2 separate regions of the Rattus norvegicus genome follow, and region 1 is linked to region 2. A link is a contact called in public Hi-C data. All regions are on one chromosome and are shown on one strand. Each heading gives the region's core, a stretch centred on a gene start, on an enhancer-like site or on the middle of the called end of the contact. The rest is flanking DNA. Distances are from core to core; before and after follow the strand shown.

Region 1 (3,742 bases), core at 144-2,643, 250 kb before region 2:
CGGACTGGGGCGCAGGCACAGAAGCCCCGGGCGACTCTCAAGTCTAGAGGCGCAACGGGGTGCCCCGAGTGAGGCTTACAGCTAAGGGGCGCCGGAGGCGGGTGCAGGACGCGAGGGATGGGGTAAGGATAGGACTAGGAGCACTAGGGAGCACTCATCGAGCGAATTCCAGCCCAGCTGAGACAAGCCCCATTGGGCTCCCAGCAGCCTGGCGGACAGGCAGAAGGGGAGGGGGGAGGGCGTGCGGGGCGGGCACGTCTGGTTCGGTGTCTGGTTCCCGTTGTTGTGTCTGGCTAATTCCTTGGAAAGAAGGAGGCTCACTGCGCCGGGGACAGGGACTTTGGTGAGACAAGGTGAGAGGAAAAAGCCGCCCCCCCACCCCAGGACTTGACCCGCTAAGAACCAGTCACCTTGCACTCCAGACAACCAAAAGGCTGCGTGTTGGAGCCTTCCTAATCAGATTATAGTCCCACCTCGTTTCTTGCTTTCTCAACCCTAGGGCGAGGCTCCGTCCCAGATTCACTGCTTCTACTCTACCTAGTCCCCAGAGTTCGTTTCACTGAGCCAGAGAAGGTGACGGAGGGTAAAAAGGAGAACGTCACCCGGTGGCCAACTTGCGCCCAGGGCGCAAGAGACCTCGGGTATAAGAGTGCGCGGCTCCCCTATTTGGTGCTTGTTCGTGGACAGAGTGAGGGAGAGGGAGGAGAGGGCGAGAGGGAAAAGGAGGAAGAGATGGGGAGAAGGAGCGGGAGAAAGAATGAGAGGAGCGGGAGGAGAGCACTAATCTGGGTAAATCTAAGACCCCGCAGAGCGCAGCCCACCAGCCGCCTTTTGCGCGTCGTCCCTCGGGCAGAGCATCTGTCCCCCCCCCCCCGCGCGCTCTCGCAGCTCGGCGGGCGGCAGTGGAACGCGGGTGCTGGGGAAGTAACAGGTTATCGCTCCTCGCACCTTCTGCCGCTGCTACCCAGGCGCGTATCCGAGAGCCGTGAGCTCCGATCCCCGAAGCGCAAGCAAAAATGGCTCTGGTGTCACTTCAGCCCCTATGTGTCCTCTCGAATGAAATTGATAAGCAAGAGCGAGGAGGGACAGGGCTGGGGGCCGCCAAACCCCAGCTGCGACAGGACTGGAGGGAAGCACTCGGTTGTGGAAGGTGGGCGACAGGCGCGTGCCGGTGGGGTGGGGTAACGGGCTGGACAAGAAGCCGCAGGCTGAGAGCACCGAGTTGAATAACCAAGGCTGGGCTCTGGCAAGTCCGGGCGATCCGGTAGGTATTTACCTACCTCGATTCAGCCACAGGGAGCTGGACCCTCCCGCGACTCCTCCGCGAAGCGTCCCCCGCTTGGCTTTGCTCTGCCACAGACGTACGTGCTGGGTGTCACCCCGGGGCTGCTTCCTTGCTTGCAGGATCCCTGGTCCGGCACGCGAGAGCCTGAAGAAGAGAGAGATCCGGAGAGGCGGCCGCTGGGCTTGGGGGAGGCGGGGGCGGAGTGGGGAGGCGGGGACCCGCTCGGCGGGGGGAATCACGAGGCCGCTGCTCGCGGGGGCAGCTCGTCCGCGCAGCGCTGGGGCTCCTTTGCAGGTGTCTGACTGCCTCTGGCGCTTTATAGGGCGATGATAAAGCCAGCTCATGGGTTTGCGACCAGAAAGGGGGGGGGGGGGGACAAAGTCCCATGAGTAATCCAGAACGCACTGGGCACGCTCTGTTTTTTGTTTTTTTCCCAATTATTTTTGAGATAAGCAATGTTGGGTGACAGCAGGGAAAAGATCATTCTTACGAAGAATTTTGTCTCACTGGGTGATTCTTCTTTCTCTTCCTTTTTGCCCTCCTTCCCGTATCTTGGAGGAGATTAGAATATTTGCTTTGCCTTAATCAATTTCCCGTGATTGCCCTGGACTGGCAATCCAGAAGGTTTTCTCTGGGTGGTGTCATGGGGAGCGCTCTACTGAGCCAATGTGGCTGTACAGGCAAAGCAGAGCTGACCACCCAGACCGTGGAGTTTCTGCACTCCAGTATCTTCATCCAGTTCATCTCCAAACTACCTCGTTCGAACACAGCTACCTGGTACCAAAAGAGGAAAGGGGTCTATTTCCCTTTCTCTGAGCCCTCTCCCTTGAGAGGGGGAAAAGAAATCTCTGTGATTGATCATGTCTGAAGGTTAATAACATGCACGAGTGCCGCTCCACACGCCTGGGGAACCGGAGCGTGGAGGTGGCTCCGGGAAGCCAGGACCGCACTCCTTGTCTTGGCCCACTCTCCGCGCTTCTTTTCAGTTTCACGGTGTTTAATGATTCTCTTTTGGCAGTATTTAAGCACCTTACTGAGTGAGCGGGGTGAAGTCCCCCACCATAAAAAAGGCGGTTTCGGCAAATTTTCCACCAGAGGGCGCCAAACACACAGAGACCCCGTGCTGGCTGCCTTTTCCCTGGTGCGCCCCACACATCACCTGGAGATGCCCACAAGGCTCTGTAATCGCAGCTACCTCCTGGCTTTCCTTTTCTCTCCCTCCGTTTCTTATTCTTTGAGGGAAAAACAAACTGAATTTTTGGGTCTGTCTGAGTGATGGGAAGTACTCTACGATCGCTTTCTCGTTTTCATAGTGATTTCTCTCAAATTGTGGCGCAGCAGACGGGTTTATTATTGTGCACCTCTGGGTCTTCGATGGTTTATCCCAGGCCTGTCTCTTTTCTATGACTGTCTTATCGACTTTCATCACCACTCAACGGAAACATTAAAATAAAAATCGTATAAATCACCGACATTTCCGTGAGGGAGCTCGAAGACACAGGGCTGGGAAGATAACAGTCTGATCAACAAAAGGGATTGAAGTAACTGCGTTGCTCTTGCTACCAAAGGAAACATTGCTGCTTTCTCTCCGCTTCACAAAAAAGCACCCGCACTTTTTAAAAACAAAAAGCACCCGAAGGGTGGGCTGAGCTGGAAGAGAAGCTCCCCTGCACTCCTGGTTAGGTATGGCAAGCATGTGTGTGTGTGTGTATGTGTGTGTGTGTGTGTGTGTGTGTTCCACGAAGGAAATGTTTCCTCAAACCACGCACCTCATGGCTTTTCAGAATATCGTGAAACTGCTTATGAGGCAGTGAACTCGGAGTTTCTTCAACGCCCTTCTCCAGCCTTCATTAAAAGATGTAGTGACATCAATCAGGAACTGGGTGTCACTGATTAATCCCTAATCACTCAAGACTCACTGGTCAGAAGGGAGGAAGCATAAGTCCTCCCAACCATAACTACCCACAATTCTGCCTAGGTGCCAGTCTCCCTCTGTCTCCTCAACCTTCCTCCAAGACTCTGTAAAGGAAGGTGCCTTCACCTCACCTGTGGCACTAGATGGAGAAATTTTCAGCCATGTCTTTCTTTGGCCACGGAACTAAAAGCTCTCACTCCCAGGGCTTTAGCAAAAACCACGCGCGAAAGAAAAGAAGATTCTACAATAGTTGATATTGCAAATTAAACAAGGCTGGGTCCATCTTTGAGGTGATCTCTCGATCTCTCTCTCGATCTCTCTCTTTCTCTCTCTCTCTCTCTCTCTCTCTCTCTCTCTTTCTCTCTCTCCCTCTCCCTCTCTCTCTTTCCCTCTCTCTCTCTCCCTACCTTCCGCCATCTCTCCTCTCTCCTTTATGAAGGGGAGGAAAAGAACGAAGGCTTCTATTTGTCCTTAATTTGAATGCGTATGAATAGTAGTAACCAATTGAACGATATTAGTGACCATTTGATTTGTATTATCTT
Region 2 (3,907 bases), core at 1,215-3,714:
ACTTTCGGAGAACGCCAGCTCTCTGCTGTATGAAAAGCTAATTAGCATGCTGACGCCCAACTTTAGAGAACCAGGAAGCATGAAAACACAGTCATTCATCAGCCACTCAATCCCTCTTATGGCCAAAGAGCCTAAGCCCTAGGTTCTGTGAGTGACGCAGAAATGCCAGTGCCAGCTTGGGTGTTTACTGTCTCTCGTGGGACAGAGAGATGGCAGCTAATGCTTTAACCTAGGGCATGCTGGGTAATCCTCTAAATGTCTATCATGGTTATTAGCACATCAGCCATATTGGGTAGGTGAAATTATTTAAAAACATACTTGACTAAGGATGGACACGGCTGGACCCAGACCTGGACAGAGACAGTCTAGCTCCAGAGTCCTAGCCTGAATTGTCCCTGGGCTGGCTGAGGCCCCAGGACACAGAGCGCAGCATTCCCATGCAGATGCCAGCATAGCTAAGCAAGGATGAGGAGAGCAGCAGGCAGGGGAGTGGAGAAGACAGCACTGAGGGCTCTAACACATCACCACAGCAGGATGCTCCAAGTTCTAAAAGGCTATCCGAAATCTGGGTTGTTTCACGAAATGTTTCTAGTTTTGTATGTTAGAAACTAATCAAAAACTAGAGAAACACTGTATGAGCAATAACAAACACCTGCCAATGTATCTGCCATTGTATCTGCCATAGTCAAGCCAAACGTTTGGTGTGTGCCGATAGAGGGTTTCCTCATTTTGTTGTGCTGTTGCTCAGTTAGGAGGTCCCCCAAATGCAGGCCCCACCTGTCTCTGCCCATAACAGTTCTATTTCTTCACCTCATTCCCACTCATTCTTGTCTTCTTCTGCTGGACCCTTCAGTGTCCCCAGAGCAGTTCCTACACATCCTGTGGCTGGACCACAGCCTGTTTCCACTCGTATCTGGAACCCTCTTCTGCTTGTGTCTGCTCTCGGCCCTAGAGCAGGGGCCACAGGACTGAGACTTTGAAGGAAGGGGAAACGTCAACAGGTAAAGAAAGTCCAGGCAGGGTAATCCTCTCCAGGAGGATTAGCATGAAGAGACACACAGAAATGGGAAAGTAAAGGACATGTTGAAAAGCTCCCAGCAGTTCCAAATATTTGCAAAAGGCCTCTGGTCCTCGGAATCTGGTACTATAAAGAGATTGCTGACATTCTCGACATACACAAATCTTCTAAAAGAGCCCCTTGCAGAAGGATCACTGATGATTTAGGGTTTGTTGAAATAGTTCAGATAAATATTTATGTACAGCCATAAGCAAATCCACAAGGAAAAATATAACGCGAAACAGATTTCTCCTTGAAGTTCTTTCAGCTGCTGATAAGATTCCTAGCCTCAAAGGTTTTGGAAATAAATGTGGCCAATTAACAGCGTAAACATCTCGGAAGTCTAAGAAGACCCTAACGACAAGGCTCTGATGGTTATGTGTGGACGCGCTGCTAGCTGTGTCCTAGCCCTAATGGCAAGAGTGAGCCCAGGGCCTAAAGTCAACCTGGGCTTTACCCCTGAGAACAGAACCAGAAATGCAAATGAAGTTTGGCATTCAGGTTAAAGTTGAGAGTAAACATCTGGAATCGATCCTAAAGTTTTGGAAACCTCAATGCTTATCTTGGACCATAATTCTAGAACTGAACCAGAGGGGTCTTGTTCTTCCTACATCAGCTTTAAATGCTAATATTACTACTATAGTTGTTAATACTTCTGTCACCATGACCAACAACTCAACAGCCCTCTTTGCTGTGTCTAGCACTGAGCTTGCCCCTTCATGGAGATTTTTCTCTAGCCATCCCAGCTGCCTTCCCCTCTGCCGTCTAGGATTCTGAAGTTCAGAGAATGGAGGGAACACAGCAACTGTATGGAAGCCTCTAAGTGGCTGAACTAAGACCTGCACCTAGGGTTGCTCCCAAAACTCATTCTTGTTCCACACAAATAAGGTAACATACAGGGCTGGAGAGATGGCTCAGTGGTTAGGAACACTGGCTGCTCTTCCAGAGGTCCTGAGTTCAATTCCCAACAACCACGTGGTGGCTCACAACCATCTGTAAAGGGATCTGATGCCCTCTTCTGGTGTGCATGAAGACACTCATACACATAAAATAAGTAAATTAATAAAAAACATTAAGGTGCACGTAGATAGTGTTTACTGTATCATAGGAGACTACGGTTTCTTACTTCTTCCTCCCCCCATGCTCCCATTTTCCCTCTTCCCTATAAGTGAATGCACCAGCTAGGCCACGGTGCTGGGAAATACACTGGAGGATTTATTCTCCTTAGTCCTCAGTGCTGCCACGTCTTCCCACAAAGAACTCCCCACACAGAGTATTTATCAAGCAATGGAGCGATCTGTATTTCATGGGCCACATGAAAATCTGGCCCACAGTTGGGCCTCGTGACTGCAAGGCTGCTTCTCTGGATCATTAATCCTGAGGTCAGCCCAGTTGGCTCCCAGCCCCAGAACTACAAGGGTGACACCCAGAAGAAACATGTGCCCATCTCGCCGTCTTGTGAGGTGCCAGCTCTCCTTTAGCTGCCTGAATCACGAAGGTTCCAGCCACTCTGAAGTGTCCACACTGAAGCAGATTCTCTGGGGTGTATCATAGCCAGCGTGCAGAACCAGCTGCATCTTCCCTCCACATCGGAGCCCTCACCCGATTCCTATGGGTCCTTCTCACATAACTGCCTCGCTGTGGTGGGAAATGGCACATTGAAGGCCTCAGACAGGTCAGATTAAATCAAGAGCTACTTCCCTTAAGACGAGAGGGTCCCCATTGTTCGAGCAAGGCTCACAACCCAGAGATACTTTTTACTTCCTCATTCTCTGTACACCATCACCGGTTCACACAGAAAACAGAGCCGAGATGCCCCACGGCACAGACTAACTCCCTCTCTCAGGCAAGTCTGTCTTCTCTCCTGCTGAACTGACCCACTTCGTCATACATGTTGGGAGCACCTTTCCCATGGAGCTGTAGACTAGGAAATGGGTGCTGGAATACATTCCATCAATCTAAGAGTGATATAATCACGATATATTTTTCCCTCTCTGGTTGTGATTCAAGATTTAAGGTAGGACAAATAAAGACACAATGTGGATAGAACAGAGAAGGCCCTGGAGGAATCTTTGGGCATCTGGAGCCTCGCTCGGGAGGCTGTAGAATTTATAGCCTGAAAGTGTGGACGCTGGAGTAGATGGCCTGTGCTCAAATTCTGACTGTTATAAGTAACACTGCCCGTAATTTATAATCTCTAAGTGCTGGAAATGCTAGAATGTGCTCTTCTCCCATTGCTTGAGCAGGTTACTGTCTGCAAACCATTTAGCCGGGAAGACATTAACAGTAATAAGTACTAGCGATTGTTGTTCCTGGAGACAAAGGTTCTAGACTCGGACCTCAGACCTGCCCCTTAGCTCTGCACGACACTGAACAACCCCCACCAGCTGATGGAGGGCAGCCAATGGGAAATCTGACAAAGCTAACCTAAAAATGTATTTTCCTTTCTCTTCTGATTAACTTCTGTAGTGCCGGGCATCAAAGCCAGACCCGTTGTGTACTAGCCCAGCACACTTACACATCTGCAACACTGGTCAGCTTTTGAGAGCCTGACCCTAGCTGTCACCAGGGCTCACAGAGTGATACAGAAGAGAATGACCCAGTGCTGACCATTGGATGGGGCTGCAGAGATGGCCTCAAACTCCCCTGCCATCCCACCCTCTGCACATATTGTCATTGTGTCTGGATCTTCCTACAAACTCCTCCTGCCTCTCCTTCCTTCTTTCCTCACCAAAGGGAACTGCGTGTTGGCCTCTTTTTTTTTTTTTCAAACGGAAAACTTCAGTTTGTTTTATCAGCTTTAAATTTCTTTTTTAAGCACAAGCTTCATTCTATTTGGTTCTTTGCTTT

What was found. A called contact is a pair of places that touch in the nucleus more often than the background predicts.
Region 1: a contact with region 2 is called in a Hi-C map of kidney, with 3 times the contacts expected there. The contact joins the promoter of Gad1 here to the enhancer-like site in region 2. A contact is called at or near these places in 4 of 12 Hi-C or Micro-C datasets (the A7r5 cell line, kidney, liver and 1 more).

The regions. Positions count from the first base shown.
Region 1 is chr3:75,775,103-75,778,844 of GRCr8, reverse strand. Gad1 (glutamate decarboxylase 1) reads right to left here and starts at 1,393. Exons shown (of 17, transcript NM_017007.2): 1 at 1,281-1,393.
Region 2 is chr3:75,529,353-75,533,259 of GRCr8, reverse strand. The region is part of intron 30 of Myo3b (myosin IIIB); the gene reads right to left. Among named protein-coding and RNA genes, the nearest start is that of Sp5, 150 kb to the left of the region's middle. Within about 2 kb of position 2,464, at least 2 of the 93 cell types and tissues checked have an H3K27ac peak or open chromatin away from gene starts, as enhancers often do. A contact at or near this core is called in kidney, where this site is marked.